Linked DNA regions of Ovis aries: region 1 is linked to region 2. Evidence: chromatin contacts called from public Hi-C data. All regions are on one chromosome and are shown on one strand. Each heading gives the region's core, a stretch centred on a gene start, on an enhancer-like site or on the middle of the called end of the contact. The rest is flanking DNA. Distances are from core to core; before and after follow the strand shown.

The links. A called contact is a pair of places that touch in the nucleus more often than the background predicts.
Region 1: a Hi-C map of muscle shows a contact between it and region 2, with 6 times the contacts expected there. The contact joins two enhancer-like sites. A contact is called at or near these places in 11 of 16 Hi-C or Micro-C datasets (blood, hypothalamus, liver and 5 more).

The regions. Positions count from the first base shown.
Region 1 is chr9:43,104,590-43,109,782 of ARS-UI_Ramb_v3.0, forward strand. The region is part of intron 4 of PDE7A (phosphodiesterase 7A); the gene reads right to left. Among named protein-coding and RNA genes, the nearest start is that of PDE7A, 78 kb to the right of the region's middle. Within about 2 kb of position 3,367, at least 2 of the 54 cell types and tissues checked have an H3K27ac peak or open chromatin away from gene starts, as enhancers often do. A contact at or near this core is called in muscle, where this site is marked.
Region 2 is chr9:43,327,309-43,332,777 of ARS-UI_Ramb_v3.0, forward strand. No RefSeq gene overlaps it. Among named protein-coding and RNA genes, the nearest start is that of TRNAS-GGA, 30 kb to the left of the region's middle. Within about 2 kb of position 4,128, at least 22 of the 54 cell types and tissues checked have an H3K27ac peak or open chromatin away from gene starts, as enhancers often do. A contact at or near this core is called in muscle, where this site is marked.

The DNA of each region.
Region 1 (5,193 bases), core at 2,117-4,616, 220 kb before region 2:
CTGGAATTAAATATTCAGGTCCTTTTACCATGGCTTCCCCAGGTATCTTTGTCTTTGGGTTTCAACAATTTGGCTTTTTGTTTTGTTTTCTGATTTTCATCAGATTATAGTTGCTTTACAATGTTATGTTTAGTTTCTGCTGTACAGCAAAGTCAATCAGTTATATATACACATACATCCCTTCTTTTTTAGATTTCCTTCCCATTTAGGTCACCACAGAATATTGAGTAGAGTTCCCTGACCTATGCAATAGGTTTTCATTAGTTACCTATTTTATACACAGTGTGTTAAGTCACTCAGTTCTGTCCGACTCTTGGCGACCTCGTGGACTGCAGCCCACCAGATTCCTCTGTCCATGGAATTCTCCAGGCACGAATACCAGAATGGGGTGCCATTCCCTTCTCCAAGCGTTCTTCCCAACCCAGGAACTAAATCCGGGTCTCCCACATTGCAGACAGATTGTTTAGTGAGTCACCAGGGAAGCCCTTTACACATAGCATCAATAGTTTGTGTGTGTGTATATATATATCAATCCCAAACTCCCAATTCATCCCCTCACTTCCACCCTTCCACCCATAACTCTGTTCTCTACATCTGTCTCTATTTCTGCCTTGCAAATAAACTCATCTGTACCATTTTTCTAGATTCCACATTTAAGTGATATTATACAATATTTGTTTTCTCTTTCTGACTTAATTCCATTCCGTATGACAGTCTCTAGGTCTACCCATGTATCTGCAAACGGCACTGTTTTGATCTTTTCTATGGCTGAGTAACACTCCACTGCTCATGCGTACCACATGTTCACTCTCCTTTGACTTCACTGAGCTTGGATGTGTATATCCACGTCTCCATCAGGAAGGTTTCCACCATTCAAACAGTTTTTTCTGCCCTCTCTCTTCCTTCTCCTGCTGGACCTCCTATGAGTCACACGTGGTACACACGGGGATTCCTCCATGGCTTTCTTGTGGAAGGAATTTTTCTTCATTCCTTTTCCTTTCTGTTTCTCATTCTGGATTATTTCAATGTTCTTATCTTCAAGTTTGCTGATTTATTCTTCTGCTCACTCAAATCTGCTGCTGAATCCCTCTAGTGAATTTCTCATTTCAGTTATCATACTTATCAGCTCCAGAACTGGTTGGGTTCTTTTTTATAATTCCTATTTATTGAGATTAGGATTTTGTTCACACAGCGCCTTCCTGATTCCCTCTCATTCTCGCCCTTGGTTTGCTTTAGCTCATTGAGCATTAAAGACAGTTGAGTTAACCTCTTTGATTAGCAGTTCCCATGTGTGGGCTTCCCCAGGGTGGCTGCTGTGATGTTCTTTTGTCATATGTAAGGGTCATAGTTTCCAACTTCTCTTTATGTTCTATAGTTTTTCACCGAGAACTGGACATGGTGCGAATTATACTTGGGGAACTGGAAATCTAATCTCTCACTCTTCCAGGACTGTTTATTTTTACTTGTTGTGGGCTGAAGCCAACTGTTTTGTGATTTTTCCAAACTGGCCTTTGCATATCTATTTGACTTTGTTTACTCCTTGCTGTGTGTGGTCACTGAAGCTCCTATTACAGTATTGCTGAAGTCAGTTGGTGACCCAACACAGATTTCCTTAAATGTCTGGTTCCAAAGGCCAGGGGGTGGGAGCAGTACCGATTCCTTAACTCTCCTGGTAGATGCTGCTGGCCGAAGCCTCTGCAGCTGAAGAGGGGTGAAACCCAGGCAAACATCAGTGCCCATGCCTCGGAATCTGCCAGACTGACTTAAAGGCCCAACTCCAAATTTCTGGAGGATTAGATCCCCACTGCCCACCCTGGCTTCACCAAGCCATGACCGGAACAGCATTCCCATAGGCGGAGGGGCTGAGGGGTGAGTGACGATCACGGATCTGTGGCCCAACACACTGCCCAACCGCTGAAGAGCAGTGTCCAGCCAGCGCCTGGAGTCCTGAAATAGTGAATTCTGCCCATCCCCCGCTTTAAAGTGGTTGTTTTGATGGAGAGATCAACCCCTGGAGCTTCCTACCCTGTTATTTTGAGGCACACCGTCACTTTCTTTTAAAAGGTATGTTTTTCCTGGTCCTTTCTGGGAGGAGCTGCCCTAAGCCTTCTCCTCTCCTCAACCTGGTTTTGAGAATAGGGACAAGCTGCATGGGAAGGCTTAGCGGCCCAGAAACAACAGCTATCAATAGTCTGGCCCTCAGCATAGTTCTCAATAAACTCTTTCCTATACACACGTACACATAAAGTTTCTCTTTCATCCCACATAGCTCACAGTCTCCTTACCTTACAAATTCATGAATATCTATTCAAGTCAGTGAATGGAACTTACACGTGCCATTTTTACTAGTCAAATATAAAGTATGGAAGTCATCATCATTTACTAAATCTTTTCGCTGTTTCTAACTTTCACATTTCTTACCAGCAATTCTGTAATAACCATTCTTGTGACTAAATCTTGGCACCCACCCTGATTCCGTTAGAACAAACCCTCAGAAGTAGAATAAGCACACAGGAGCACAGTTCAATGGAGAACAGGTTTTCTAAAAGAAAATGACAAGAGACATTTCCAGAACTGTCCTAGGATAGCTTCCAAAGGATGACGGAAGAAAAGGGAATCAGTAACTGTAAATCAAGGATGAAGCATGATGAGATCATTTTAAGGTGGAAAATTTTAGTTTCTTCAGGTTTGCTTCACCCACCCTATCCTTCCTCCACACACAGATACACACTGATTCCCTATAATAAGTAAGAATAAAGTTTCTATATTGAAACAGGCAAGTAGAGGCCACTATGGAGAAGATACCAAGTTGAATGAGCAGCATCATTTAGGAATGGAAAAATAGAGGACACATGGGGAACTTCGGACAAGAAAGAGTGATCAGGGATTTCCCTGGTGGTCCAGTGACTAAGACTGCACGCTCCCAATGCAGGGGTCACGGGTTCAATCCCTGGCCAGGGAACTAAGATCCTGCATGCCACATGTGCGGCGTGGGCAAAAACAAATGCAGAAGAAAAACTATATATACATTATTATATATATTATACGTATATATATATATATATATTTTAAAGAAGGGTGATCATGAGAACTTAACTAGTACTTCCATTCAGACAATTACTAAAAAAGCTCACCCCACACATACCACATTACATAAAATCTGACCCTATTGCCAATATTCTCATGAACTTATTTTGTGACATGAGACATGCTATTATTTATTTCACAGCATAACAGACAACAGATTAAAGGTGTCTTTGTTAAAGCCCAGCTTCCACCAGGCTAGGACTATTTAAGTCCTAGGCTTGTTCTAGTTTACATGGTTACCTACATTCCAGTCCAGCTTAGAAAGCCGACAGGGCTCAGTAACTTAATCAAGTTACTATTAAGAACTGTTGGCGCTGCTGGTTCTCTTTTAAAATATCACATTACCTCACTGTGTGACCACAAACAAACTAATCAACCTTCACCCAAACTAAATGAGCCTTGTTACTTAATGATCATGGGAGTTACTTCCAGTCACCCACCCTTGGCTTCTCGGAGCCAGCAATAAAACATGGGATAGCAGTAAATTTAGAAGCCGTGTTTTTCTCTTGCTTTTCTCCTTCAGACTAGAAAGTGGACTGAAAAAAGAAATCTAGGCAATAGGTTAGCGAAACAGACAGGCTGGAAATCGACATACCTTGAGCAGTATCATGCCCAGGACTCCCAGACCTTCTTCTCTGTCAAACAAACGGCACAGCAGAGCCATCACCGGCAGTTAGTTATTAGACGAAAGAGATTTTTCACAGAAAAAGCTTTTGGATTTTGAGACTTGATCACTACCTGCTTTAATCGTCCACAAGAGGGCGCCCTGCGGTCACTATTATCTGCTACCTTAACACGACAATTATTTAGATGCATGTTAGCATGAGTTCCCCTTGGAGATTGTTTAAAAAAAAATTTCTTTTTTTTTTTTTTTTAATTCAGTGCTGCAAGGTTTTAACTCTAGACTAAAGCAAGGTCATACTGAATGATAAATGAGTAAAAAAAAAAAAAAAGACATTCTATGTTCTAATCTCTCTTTAATTTTCCTTAAAAAAGAATAGGAGCCATATCAGGAAGCCTACTGCTCAATACTGAATAAATACATTTAGTTACATCTAAATTCAAGTTTTCTGGGAAGAATTTTTACATGCAGCATGCATGGATAAAGGGGGAAAGCAGAGGTGCTGACAGCGATGGTCTTTAAGGAGTAGCCTGTACTGCTACTGAGCGGCAGTGCAGCAAGGCGAATAAACACACGAGCTCTGGAGTCATACGCCTGGGTTTGAATCCCAAGGCTGCCACTTCTACTAGTTTTGTGACATCAGGAATGTCATTTAAGTTACCGAACTGAGTTTAATTACAAATGATGGAAGAGCCATCTTTGCAAGTCGAACAAATACTGGTTAAAAGAAGAGAAACTATATTTCTAATTTTAAATGTAATTTCAAATTTCCTATTTCCTTGTAAATAGGAAAGTAACGACCAGGCAGTACAGTATGAAAGAGTAAGAAAAACAATATAGCAACAACAAAGTCCTTGCTTAGTCATTAAGTCGTGTCTGACTCTTTGGAACTCCATGGACTGCAGCAAAGCCAGGCTTCCTCGTCATAGCTGAGGGAAACGCCATGCGACAACTTCCATTCTTAAAGGAAGAAGCGGTAAAAAGGGTATGAGTTTGCGTGGGAGTTACTGTATACTTAAGACTTAGATAATCCCAGACAATAAAATCAGTATGACATAAGCTTTTAAGCTCAAAATAAACACAGAAACAGATGTTCTTTCTGTTCATATCACTAAGTATCAAAAAAGCACCCAAGTCTAACAGGGCCCTGTTAGGAAGATAAAAAACAACCCAAGTGCACATGAGGCTCTAAGGCAAAATTTAAGGAGAGTTTTGTCTGTTGTCACTGTAGGTCATCACGATAAAGACAACATGGGACATCTGATTCGACGTAAGGGCACTGGCCCGCATGAATTACGTTTATGGCTAATACAGATCATACTTACAGAAATCAAGTGGGACCTTATAAAGTCTAACTGGGAGAAGATATCCAGTTTAGTCAACTTGATGCAACAATAATATATTCAATCTTTATAATGAAGCACAAAGAAGACTGAGCACCAAAGAACTGAGGCTTTCAAACTGTGGTGCTGAAGACTCTTGAG
Region 2 (5,469 bases), core at 2,878-5,377:
CAGGTAGCCAAGCAAAAGCACTGAATCACACACAGTCTCCTATTCTGAAATAACCCCTGTTAATATTTTGGTGTAGCTCTTTCAATTTTCCCAATACCTGTATTTATTAAAAATGGTACCTACTTTTTTGCAATGGATCTTTTTTGCTCACTACTGTCTTCTGGGCATTCCTCTGCATCATTAAAATGGAAAATCTTGCATTTCCTAGAGCATGAAATCATGTGTTTCCTAAAGTATGATATGTAATATGTGCCACAGTTGATGCATAAAGTATGTTTTAGTCCTACATAAACACATTTTAAACATTTTTAATGGTTGTACCTTTTGTTTGTGAGTAACTGAAAAATACAGCTAGTTTATTGAGCCTGTAATTTTGCAGATACTGTTACCTTTAGTAAGGCTAAAGAAGGTACCACTGTGATCATCGACTCTTATGAAGGCTACGTGGATTACACTGTGATCCTTAGTTGTGCACATGAATGTTTCAAGCAACTTCTTGCAGTCGATGACAGTGAGGTGCTCATCCTATCAGTCCCAGTGTTCCCTTTCAATGACAAAGTTTTAACTGGCCTTGTCCAATCCCAAAATGAAAATCAGATAGCCTATCTATGTAATTTAATAAAAATCAGTATAATGCTCTATCCTAGATAAAAAGGAGAAACAAGAGAGAATAATTTATATAAAAGAATATATATTTTAGTGAATTAGGTGGCTGGTCTTGACTACTATGGTGGACCTAATAGGAGATTCAATGAGAATGTGAGGTTGTGAGTACAGACACAAACAGACGAGTTTCAAGGTAACTCAAATACTGTGAGTGGCATGGCCATTGGTGATGCTGATTTTTCAAAATTGTGAACAACTTTTGGTAAAGTTCTGAACAAGATAAAGAATGGTCTTCCCTGATGTACAAGGTAGCTGCATTTCTGGAAAAATCAGCATATATTATATGAAAGCTGGGCAAAAAATTTTGCATTTACATGTTAAATGGATTTAGGTCTGGCTTAGGTAATTATGGGGCTTCCCTGGTGGCTCAGCTGGTAAAGAATCCACCTGCAATGCGGGAGAACTAGGTTCGATCCCTGGGTTGGGAAGATGCCCTGAAGAAGGGAATGGCTGCCCACTCCAGCATTCTGGCCTGGAGAATCCCATGGACTGTATAGTCCATGGGGTCGCAAAGAGTCAGACATGACAGAGTGACTTTCACTTTCCCTTTCTAGGTAATTATGGGCTTCCCTGGTGGCTCATACAGTAAAGAATCTGCCTGCCAATGTAGGAAGCCTGGGTTTGATCCCTGGGTTGAGATGATCCCCTGAAGAAGGAAACGGCAACCCACTCCAGTATTCTTGCCTGGAAAATTCCATGGACAGAGAAGCCTGGTGGGCTACAGTCCGTGGGGTCACCAAGAGTCAGATACAACTGAGTGACTACATTTTCACTTTCTTTTTCAATCACTTCTCCAAGTTTTTATGAAGACATTTAGGGGGTTAGCAAAGAGGTATTTACGATCCATGGGAATAATTTCTTCTTCATTTCTCAAAGGACTGCTTAATGGAATTGCCCTCAAGTGTGTTCAGGGACCAAAGGACAATTCCTCCCATCCCCGCAGAAGCACTATGGTGGGGGAAAAGTTTGGTTGGAAGATCTGGTTTGTAGTTAATGTTACCCTTTTCACGTAATTAGCTTTGTGATCTTGTGCAAGTCACAACCTCTGTAAGCTATAATTTTCTCACCCATAAAAATGTACTAAAAATACACTGCCTCACCGAGCTGTGAAGATGAAATGAAACAACGTATGTGAAGGTGGCTTGTAAATGCTAAAGCATGATATAAAACGTTAGTCGTTGGTATTAGAAGGGTGCAATATCTAGTCCCACCTTGAGAGATTTCGAAAGCACAATTCTCTAGCTTCACAGATACAAGTCGTTTCGTGCAATGAATGCGGGTAACTTTTGAATACCATATGGGGACAGTATCTAGAGAAAGTGAAGAGTATGAAAGGAAAGAAATAAATTCCAGTGAGAGTCTCTCTCTTTACAGCTTATTCCTTCCTGTGCCCTCCTCAGCAAACACTGGGGCCTGATTTGGCACTGCAGCAGCACTAATCCTGGGCTTTTGAGCTTTTCTCCTTATCAGATCTCATGGACAACATCGGGTTACCCAGAAGTCACATTACTGGTTAATCTAGGATTGGTCTGCTAGCTCAGGATTTCTGAGTTCAGGCTAGGACGAGAATTTGCTATTCCTGGCAGCCTATTTATTGTTGGGAAAATGAATGATTTTCACTGAGACTCTGTTCTCTTTCTACATTTCAAATTATTCAAATGGTCTCTTTCTGTGAGTGGATTCAGGTAAGAATTAGCCCCGTGAGGTGCTTATCGGAAAATGGTGATATTGACAAGATCCAGAGAGCATAGTAGCTTAGAGTGAAAACGGCATGTTCAGAAGGGTAGGGGACAACACTGAAAGCACCCAGCTTTGAGATGTATCTCTGACACTTAACCACCCTGGGCCTTGATTTCCCAGCTTCAAAGTCAGGCAGTTAGACCAAAACTGAGTCATGAGGTCTCCCACGTCTCTGCCCACATTTAAGATTCTATCATTCCGTGGGTCAGTTTAGAGATTAGGCTGTATACATTCCTAACCTCCTACCATGGGCAGGAGAGGAAGTGCTCCACTGGAGGGTCCCAGATGGACCTTTGGGAGGAGTAAGGATTCCACTCTGTGACATCACAATGTCCAGCCCAGGCTCAATCCTGGCTACTGAGAAGGAGAAGTTATCTGATATATTAAAGGTGGGATGCTACCTGATGGAGCTAGAAGGAATCAGCCAGCCATGACTCCGGTTCAGGTACGTGACATTTGCTAAACTCAGAACAAATTTACTGCGTCTAAAGGAACAAGGGGCTCCCCTGATGGCTCAGACAGTAAAGAATCTGCCTGCAATGTAGTAGACCTGGGTTCAACCCCTGGGTCAGGAAGATCCCTGGAGAAGGGAATGGCTATCCAGAGGACAGGACTACAAGATAGGTGTATCTCCAGGCTTAGGAGTAAGAATGTAAGCACAGAGATGATGCACCAGTTACTTTCAGGCAATGTGAAGGATCCAAATGAGCAGGCCAAATGCCGCAGGAGCTCCCAGCAGAAACACAGCTGTGGCATCTTCTCCAAACAGCCAGACTTCCTACTGTGAAGACAGACCACAAGGACATTTCCAAGACGGTTGGTGCCTAGTCCTCTCCCCATCCATTGAGGGGTGCAAAAAAGGCAAGGGAACCTCAACAGGTCAGTGTAAAATTACTTTCTAAAACCGTCTTCAATTAGTGCCTAGTGATGTCTATTCTTTAATCCAGGTATTCTTTTAAAAGCTTCTCCCCAGAATGATGTGAGTGGGTGCTAAGTCGCTTCAGTCGTGTCTGACTCTGCATGACGCTATGGACCGACTGTAGCCTTCCAGGTTCCTCTGTCCTTGGGATTCTCCAGGCAAGAATACTGAAGTGGGTTACCATGCCCTCCTCCAGGGGATTTTCCAAATCCAGGGATCGAACCCGAGTCTCTTATGTCTCCTGCATTGGCAGGCAGCTTCTTTACCATTAGCGCCACCTGGGAAGCCCCAAATGAGTAAGATACTGTTTGTGACCCCATGGACTATAGCCCACCAGGCTCTTCTGTCCATGAAATTCTATGGGGAAGAATAAACTAAATGAAAAACAAGTTAACTGAAAGAAGTATTTTAATAGAAGGTTGTATGAAAAAATGCAAACAAAATAAAAGGGATGGAAAAAATATTATGGATTAGCAACCAATATTGATTCTCAAGTCTGCTTTTGAAGTTTCAGGGCTTAAAAGGCAGAAGGTCACCCCCAGAAACAGTGAAAGGGAAGGGCCTTCTGGTTGAGAAGAAAGTAAAACAGTTCAGAGACTGTCTACCACTCCTCCCCCTAAAGAACTCCCACTAGTGAAATCATCGTTGGGGAGGCAGACAGTTCTGTTTTCTTTACCTTGCCTTGGGGTTTTGGCTTCTAACTTATTTGTTTCTTCCTGGAGTCTCGAGGCCCTGGGAGGCTCTGAGTGACGGCAAATAGCTGCTCTGTTTACCAGGAGGGCGGAGGGTGGGGTGGGTGCCAGGCTCTGACTCATCCACATTGGCTGCCCTCGGCACACCACGACCCCAGAGCCAAGTGCAGGACTGCTCGAGCAGGCACGCTGAGATTCGCCTGCAAGATCCAAGTTTATTGCCATGTTCCTTTCCCAAGTGGAAGCAACAGTCCAATGTTCTGACAGGTAGATTAGTTGCCCGCCAGGGACCCCAAGAGGAACAGACAAGCCGGGGAGACCCAGTCTCTATCCACAGCACACAGTTTTAACACTCTGACCTCCAACACCCTGGGAATAAATATATCTCAGCTGCAAAGCTAATATTCACTCACTCTATAAAAGTAGTAATAATCCAAAGCATGTAAATAAATCCAGAGGCTCAGATAAAAACAAAATGTGTTTGCACATTGACGTTAGCACATATTCAACTTCCATCTAGAGAAGCCACTGTGATTTTCACAATTAGATTATGACCCCATCTCAAGTCCTTGGGAAGTAAAAGCTCACTGGTCCAGTGTTTAGACTTTATTCATTTTATAGTCATTGAAAACTACATTTGTGCTGTGCTAAGTTGCTTCAGTCATGTCCCACTCTTTGTGACCCTATGGACCATAGCCCACCAGGCTTTTGTCCATGGGATTCTCCAGGCGAGAATACTAGACTGGGTTTCCATGCCCTCCTCCAGGGCATCTTTTCCCAATGCAGGTTTTGAACCTGCAAGTCTTACATCTCTTGAATTGGCAGTTCTTTACCACTGGTGCCATCTGGGAAGCCCTGAAAACTATGTTTAAGTTTAACCTAAAATAACACCCACAAAACACAGAACATTCTAACTTGTCTACATTTACATTTATTGACTATAATGTTCTCTGACCCTTGTGTTAGTCACACACCACAGACTTTTAGAGTTGGGGGGGGGGGGCGGTAACTAAACGATCATCCATTCCAATGTCCTAATTTCCAGAAAAGGAAACCAGCAGAGAGAGGTTAAATATCTTGACTTAGGCCATTGAGCTAGTTGGTGCCATCTTGAGACTAAGGCTTAAATCCTCTCACTCTCAGCCTGGTGGCCTCTTCAGTACTCCCTGCCCCAATTCATCCTGAAGGAATTTACTGGTTCACACTTGGACTATTTTAATTTCTAAGTCAGAATATTCTAAGGTAAGGAAATCTCCTTTTATCACCTTAGTGTGGTTATTGGTAAACTCAGGTACTCTAGGTAGGTGACACTATTCACCAAAGTTCGCCCAGCCTTCAGCTCCAAACAAAACAAGCTTTGACCAAGGTCAAGAGAAAGCACCTAAGACCTCATTCAAAAGGCTGAGAATACAGAGAAAATGAATCCAGGGAAACAGATTGCCTACTCTGCCT